2 separate regions of the Zea mays genome follow, and region 2 is linked to region 1. A link is a contact called in public Hi-C data. All regions are on one chromosome and are shown on one strand. Each heading gives the region's core, a stretch centred on a gene start, on an enhancer-like site or on the middle of the called end of the contact. The rest is flanking DNA. Distances are from core to core; before and after follow the strand shown. Region 1 holds the start of LOC542057 (alpha-6-galactosyltransferase). Region 2 holds the start of LOC100272989 (putative calcium-dependent lipid-binding (CaLB domain) family protein).

Region 1 (3,073 bases), core at 1-2,500:
CGTGGACTTGAGCACGGCGCCCCAGTGCTGGTAGTCCGGGGAGTCGGGACCCATGGCGGCCCACGCGTCCATGAAGTCGAGCGACCACTGGCAGTTCCGGATGAGGAACACGCCGGCGTTGAGGCTGGTCCAGGAGCTGGCCTCGAACACGAGGCTCGGCCAGCCGTGGACGACGAGGTTGTGGGCGCGGTACCGGCGCAGCGGGAGGCGGAAGTCCATGTCGGTGAGCACGGCGTCGGAGTCGACCCACCACACCCACTCCGCCTCCGGGTGCGCCACCATGGCGGCGCGGATCACCGGTATCTTGGCCCAGTACCGGTCCATCGACGGCCGCAGCAGCGCCATGTTGTACAGCAGCTGCACGCCGTGGAGACGGCAGTAGTCGGCCTTGTTCTTGAGCAGCCGCATCAGCGTGTGGTCTCCGCCCGGGGACCGGCACGGCGTCGGCTGCGAGCCGGACACCATGAGGACGCGCCCCTTCTCGCCACCGCCGGCGAACTCCGGGTGCGCGCGCAGCCACCCGGCGCGCTTCTCGTCCCACCCCGTGATGGGCCGGTCCACGGTGTACGCCAGCGCCGGGTCGTCGTAGAACGTGTGGGCGGCGGCACCACCACCACCGCCGGCGGCGCCCACGGATGATGAGCCAGAGCCAGAGCCAGAGGACGGGACTGCTCCGTCGCCGTAGTAGCCCTCCGGCTGAGCGAACGGGTTGGCGAACGCGAGCAGCGCCACGGTGGCCACCACGGCACCCGCGGCGAAGAGGAGCGCGTCTCCGAGCCACGACGGCTTCGCGGTCGCAGCGCGTGGCGGCATCGTGTGCTCTCGGCTCTCGCTGCCGGGATGCACTACGGCTCTACGGCAGTATCGTCCCTGTCACGCTCACGCCACGTACAATACTGACGCCCCGATGCGTGCGGGGACGGTGTATGTGTAAAGCCGAGCCGTCCCACTTTCGGCGGCGAGAACGCGTACGCCAAAGACCCTCCGCCGGTGCCAGCCTTGCCGCCCCCGTCCGTCTGCGTGGCGAGGGGAGGGAGAGGCCAAACGGGGAGGGCAGCGGTGGTTGGGTAGCGGCATGCGTCCAAACGGGACTCTCGTGCCGTCATGCATGCGGGCGAAGGAGAAACGCACGCATGCGTAGCGTCTGCCTTGCAGGCCTTGGAGCCATCGGCAGGGTAGATCGCTGGATGGCAGCTGGCCGCGGCGCCGGCACCGGATCGGAGGCGGCCCCCGGGCCGGGTTGGACTGTTGGGTCTTCCTCTTGCGGACTGACTGGTGGTGAAGATCGACAGGGCGAGAGGGCTTGCGCTCTAGCTAGAGGCTAGAGCCCACGGAGATACAGCGGCGCACAGATACGGTAGCTGGCGGGGCTGCAGCTTTGGACCATCACCACATCGGCGTATCCGCGCGGCTTGTGCTTGGCGACTCGTGCGGACAGCCGGACCGGGACCGGACACCAGTCACACTCACACCACTATCTACTCGTAGCTACTAGTCCCTCCATAAACCGTACTAAGACAAACTTTCTTTTAGATTTAATTAAATACATCCTATAGAAAAATGAGCTAATATTTATGACACAAGCTTCAAATAGTTAAATACGATATCAGGTATATTTTTATTAAATTTTCCGTGTCATATATTTAGTATTTTTCCTATAAAATCAGTCAAAGAAAGTTTGACTCGTCATAATTCCAAAAGATAATTTATTTAGAGATGGAGACAGAGAGTAGCCACAGTTTTAAAATGATAAAGCGATGCAATGGTAATCTGAATTCTGAAGTGTGTAATGTGAGGGCATTGACTTGTTTTTTTTAGGAAAGTGAACAGTTTTCTGCTCACTTGGCCCGCGCGCGGCTGCATTTTCGTTTTTTTTTTGGGGTTCTTTGGATATGTACACGTATACTCGTAGACGACTTTACCGTACGCTGCTTGGCTGCTTGTGCAGTTGCGCTCGCGCTTGCAGAGATGCAGAGAGCACAGCGAAAGGGCGATGCGTTCATGACCATGGCCGGAGTGCTGCTGTCGACTGGCCTGACTTTCTACAGTTCTGGTTCTGCAGCAGCACGGCTGCGTGCTTGAGCATGAGCCTGCCATTCTCGCGGTACGAGGAGCTGCTGCAGAAAGCACGTGCCGCCTGCAGATTGGGCGTCTAACCACGGTCCATGGGTCTAGTATGTCCTGTTTTCAGGCATACATCTGGTCGGTATATGAGCATCACAGCCGAACAAAACCGTGCGTCCATGGCGCAAGGTGGTCTTGCCAAAGCGTAGATAGAAGACGGGGTGAGACGGGAGCGTCAGTGCGTCACTGCCGCTGCCGCTTCCGCCCTGCTACGAGGCTTCGTCCGTGGAGTTGCGGGCCTACAGCCCGGTTGTCTTTGGGCTGCCACCCAGCTACGGCCTCAACCGCAGCCGGCCCTTTTAGAGTACGTGGGAGTGGGACTTGGGTGGTCTAAGCGAGATTCGGAAGCTCCGGTTCCATTCCAGCGGACGAGCCCGTTCGAGCAGTGCCAAAGTGAGCTCAAAGTGCCCTTGACAATCACACACAACACAAGCCTCGAGTGCTTTGCACTTTGCAGCCCATTAAACCCAGCATGTTTCCGATCATAAACGACCGCACAAGCAATGAAGCATCAATATCAAACCACGGTGGAGGACTGAGCCTTATGCATGTACAGCCTAGCCTTGGATTGATTTTCTAGGTATACAAGATAGTTAAAAGATTGAATAATACAACACTGAGGCTTTAGATTATTAATACAATTCAGATTATATATATATATACTAGGTATATGCCCGTGCGTTGCAACGAGACACTTATACACGGATATGTCATTGTTTAGTGATGCTATCAAAAAACAACTCAACAATCATAACAAGTGAGTTAATCTAGGTAATGAGTGACAAAAATCAACCATGCACCAAATATTAAAGGATCTAACTATGTATTAATGAAGATAAGATGCTGGGATTAAACCATCATAGTTGAGATAGAAAGCACCAACCTCACTTGTTATTTGGTGCATGGCTGATTTTGCTCTAAACAAGCATGGCCTCTCTTGTCACTCCTA
Region 2 (2,717 bases), core at 43-2,542, 240 kb after region 1:
CGGAAGTTCATTATGCATGCAAAGGAGGAGACTTTCTCTCGTGCATTATTTTTCTTACTAGTCATGCATGCAACAACAGTGCATTAGTTGATATATTCTTTGTCAAGAAATTGATTAATGTTCTTCTGACATATAGAGCATATTTGGTTCACTGTATCACTTGTCACAGTTTGTCACGCCTAATATTAGGTAGGTTTAACATGCTTAGACGTATGTTTGGTTTGCAGTTACAATTGTGGCAAGATTTTTCTCCTGCTACGTAGGTCCCAATCATCAATGATTTATAAAACGTGTGGTAAGATTTCCTTAGCCACACTAAGATGTGGCGAAGAATTTAAACGTCTAACCTTAGGTAAGTGTGTCAGAAAATATATGACATTTTTAACATCTTAGAGCATCTCCAGTTTTTTTGTAAAAAAAAATCTCCTTAAAGACATATATGAGGAGTTGCTAAAAATGTGTGTTCTCCAGTAATTATCTATTTTTAGCTGCCAAATATATCAAAGTATGACAACTAGAAACTCCTCTCGCTCTCATGTTCTAGAAAGGTTTATGTTCTTCCCATCAAATATGATATTGTTATTGCAATGGTTCTATAATCTACGTATAAAACAGGCACAAATCTTTATGATTCATCGATTTCAAATATTACCTAAATTGCAAACCGAAGAAACAAAAAGTGTAACACGCAACAAAATTCTTTTCCACCTAGTAGCCCGAAGTTTATTAATAAAAAATAAAAGAGAATAAAACAGAACTCATAGAATACTAATTTTGCACGAAAAAGTGTTGTGAGAAGTCTCTCTCGGGTTGCCAAATGTGGAGACAAGAAAGGATAAAATATCATCTTCTTAAATTTAACAACACCATTTAGGTTACTATTGGAGACGTATTTTTTCTAATAACGTATTAAACCGAGATTTAGGAACATTTTTACATAACGGTGGAGATGCTCTTAGGTTTACAACCAAACATGTCCATAAAAAAAGAAGGCTTTAAAATAACAAAGAATATTCAGTGCAACTATTTCTAGAGTATTAAAAAAAGCTAAACCAAACAGACCGCACTAAGCACAGTATCACTTCTTATGCTACATGAACATTTTATGTACTTGGCACTCTAATTATGCTATAAACAATATCTAGTGAAACTATTCTTGTTAAGGAGTGTTAGTTTTTTATAATAAAAAAATATCCCCACCCCACCCACGTCCCACCCGACGCCATGAGCGACCTATATGAGACAGCGAGCGAATCCACAGCCACCATGTCACCAAGGTTGCAGGTTGGCTACAGAAATAGGAGAAGAATAGTATGTGAGCCCCATATAATCCTCCCCACGTCGTCGTGCTCGTTTTGCGCGTCAACCAGCCCGCCCCCCAACCCCACCCAGCGCGACGAAGCCGGGGGGCGATCGCTCCAGCGCCGCCGCGCCAGCGACCTCACCCCCCGGGAGCCGCCGGCGGTACCCCCCTCCCTATCACGCCTCATCGAATCCTCAGGTTCGTTGGTTTCTTTTTTTTTTTCTTCCGACATTTCTACCGCGCGGATCCTCTAAGTCGGTCGCTTTCAAGCGCTGATGCGGTCACCGTCACATCCTTGATCCGCTTGGTGGGGGGGAGTGTGGATGCGATTCGATTTATGTGAGCGCGTTTGATTTCGCTGGGCCTCGGGTGATTGTTTGACACCTCGATTGGTCCCTACTGCAGAGTTTGAATTATGTAGCCATTTCATGCGATTTCCTGTCGCTGTCGGAACTCAACCATCAGCACACGCTGTTGGAATGGAATATAGGTTGATTCGCATCGGAAGTCTGGGACAATCGATTAACACCCGAGCTCTTATTCTATGGAATATAGGGTGGTTCACGCTTTGGATGAAATCGAGATACTGGTCAGATATAAATAGCTACCAATGGATTTCCATACGCACGACCCCCCTCACGCGATCACCACCAGTTGTTCATGCTATATATTTCAGTTTGTAATCCTGCCTGATCCAGGCCGATTTCTTTTCGCCATGCTTCAGAACACATGGGCATGTTCGTAAGTTCGTTTATGGTTGGTTGATCACCTTCTTTGGGGTATTGCGGTGGCAGAGGCAAGGGAGGGCTATTAGTTCTTGTTCTGCCCTTGTAGTTGTGTACATCGTGTGATTGCAGAGCTTATAAATGTGAGAGGAGCCAACCACACATAATTAGCATGATGATGGGTTCTTTAAGTTCGTTTCAGTTTTGTCTAGGTGATAAATATGAAAAGAAATTTTACGACGGGCTAATCCTGCGAGCTTGATATCCAGGAATCACAAATATGTTCCAGCTCCAACATCAATTCTTTTGTACGCTTCATTTTTCAACAACCAGACTTCAAGTTATATTTGGCTTGATATTCGCTGGGCTAGTGAAACCTCATCTGTAGTGAGGGACCAGCAGCTGTATAGTGATTCCTGTATACATTGGAGCTATGTTCTTATAAAATAAAAAGCTTCAGATTTTGTTCTCTTATTTGACATGCCGGTTCGTTTCATCATGATAAGAAAATGATCCTCGACTCCTGCTAATCCCTGTGTTGTCTGCAGATCTAAGTTTTTTTTGGTTTTGTGAGTTATCCAAAGTTGGACCGCAAAGATGAGTACTGCTAATCACTATCAGCACATCAAGTCAACCAAGCCTGTTGTAGGTACATAAGATATTCTTTGATAACACGGTATATGTTATAT

What was found. Hi-C and Micro-C count contacts between places; a contact is called where the count stands out from the background.
Region 2: a contact with region 1 is called in a Hi-C map of ear, with 2.6 times the contacts expected there. The contact joins the promoter of LOC100272989 here to the promoter of LOC542057 in region 1. A contact is called at or near these places in 4 of 25 Hi-C or Micro-C datasets (ear, leaf and tassel).

What each region holds. Positions count from the first base shown.
Region 1 is chr4:168,036,332-168,039,404 of Zm-B73-REFERENCE-NAM-5.0, forward strand. LOC542057 (alpha-6-galactosyltransferase) reads right to left here and starts at 1,251. Exons shown (of 1, transcript NM_001111694.3): 1 at 1-1,251. The coding sequence starts at 813.
Region 2 is chr4:168,277,274-168,279,990 of Zm-B73-REFERENCE-NAM-5.0, forward strand. It overlaps LOC100272989 (putative calcium-dependent lipid-binding (CaLB domain) family protein), which reads left to right and starts at 1,293. Exons shown (of 8, transcript NM_001147440.1): 1 at 1,293-1,501; 2 at 2,577-2,677. The coding sequence starts at 2,626.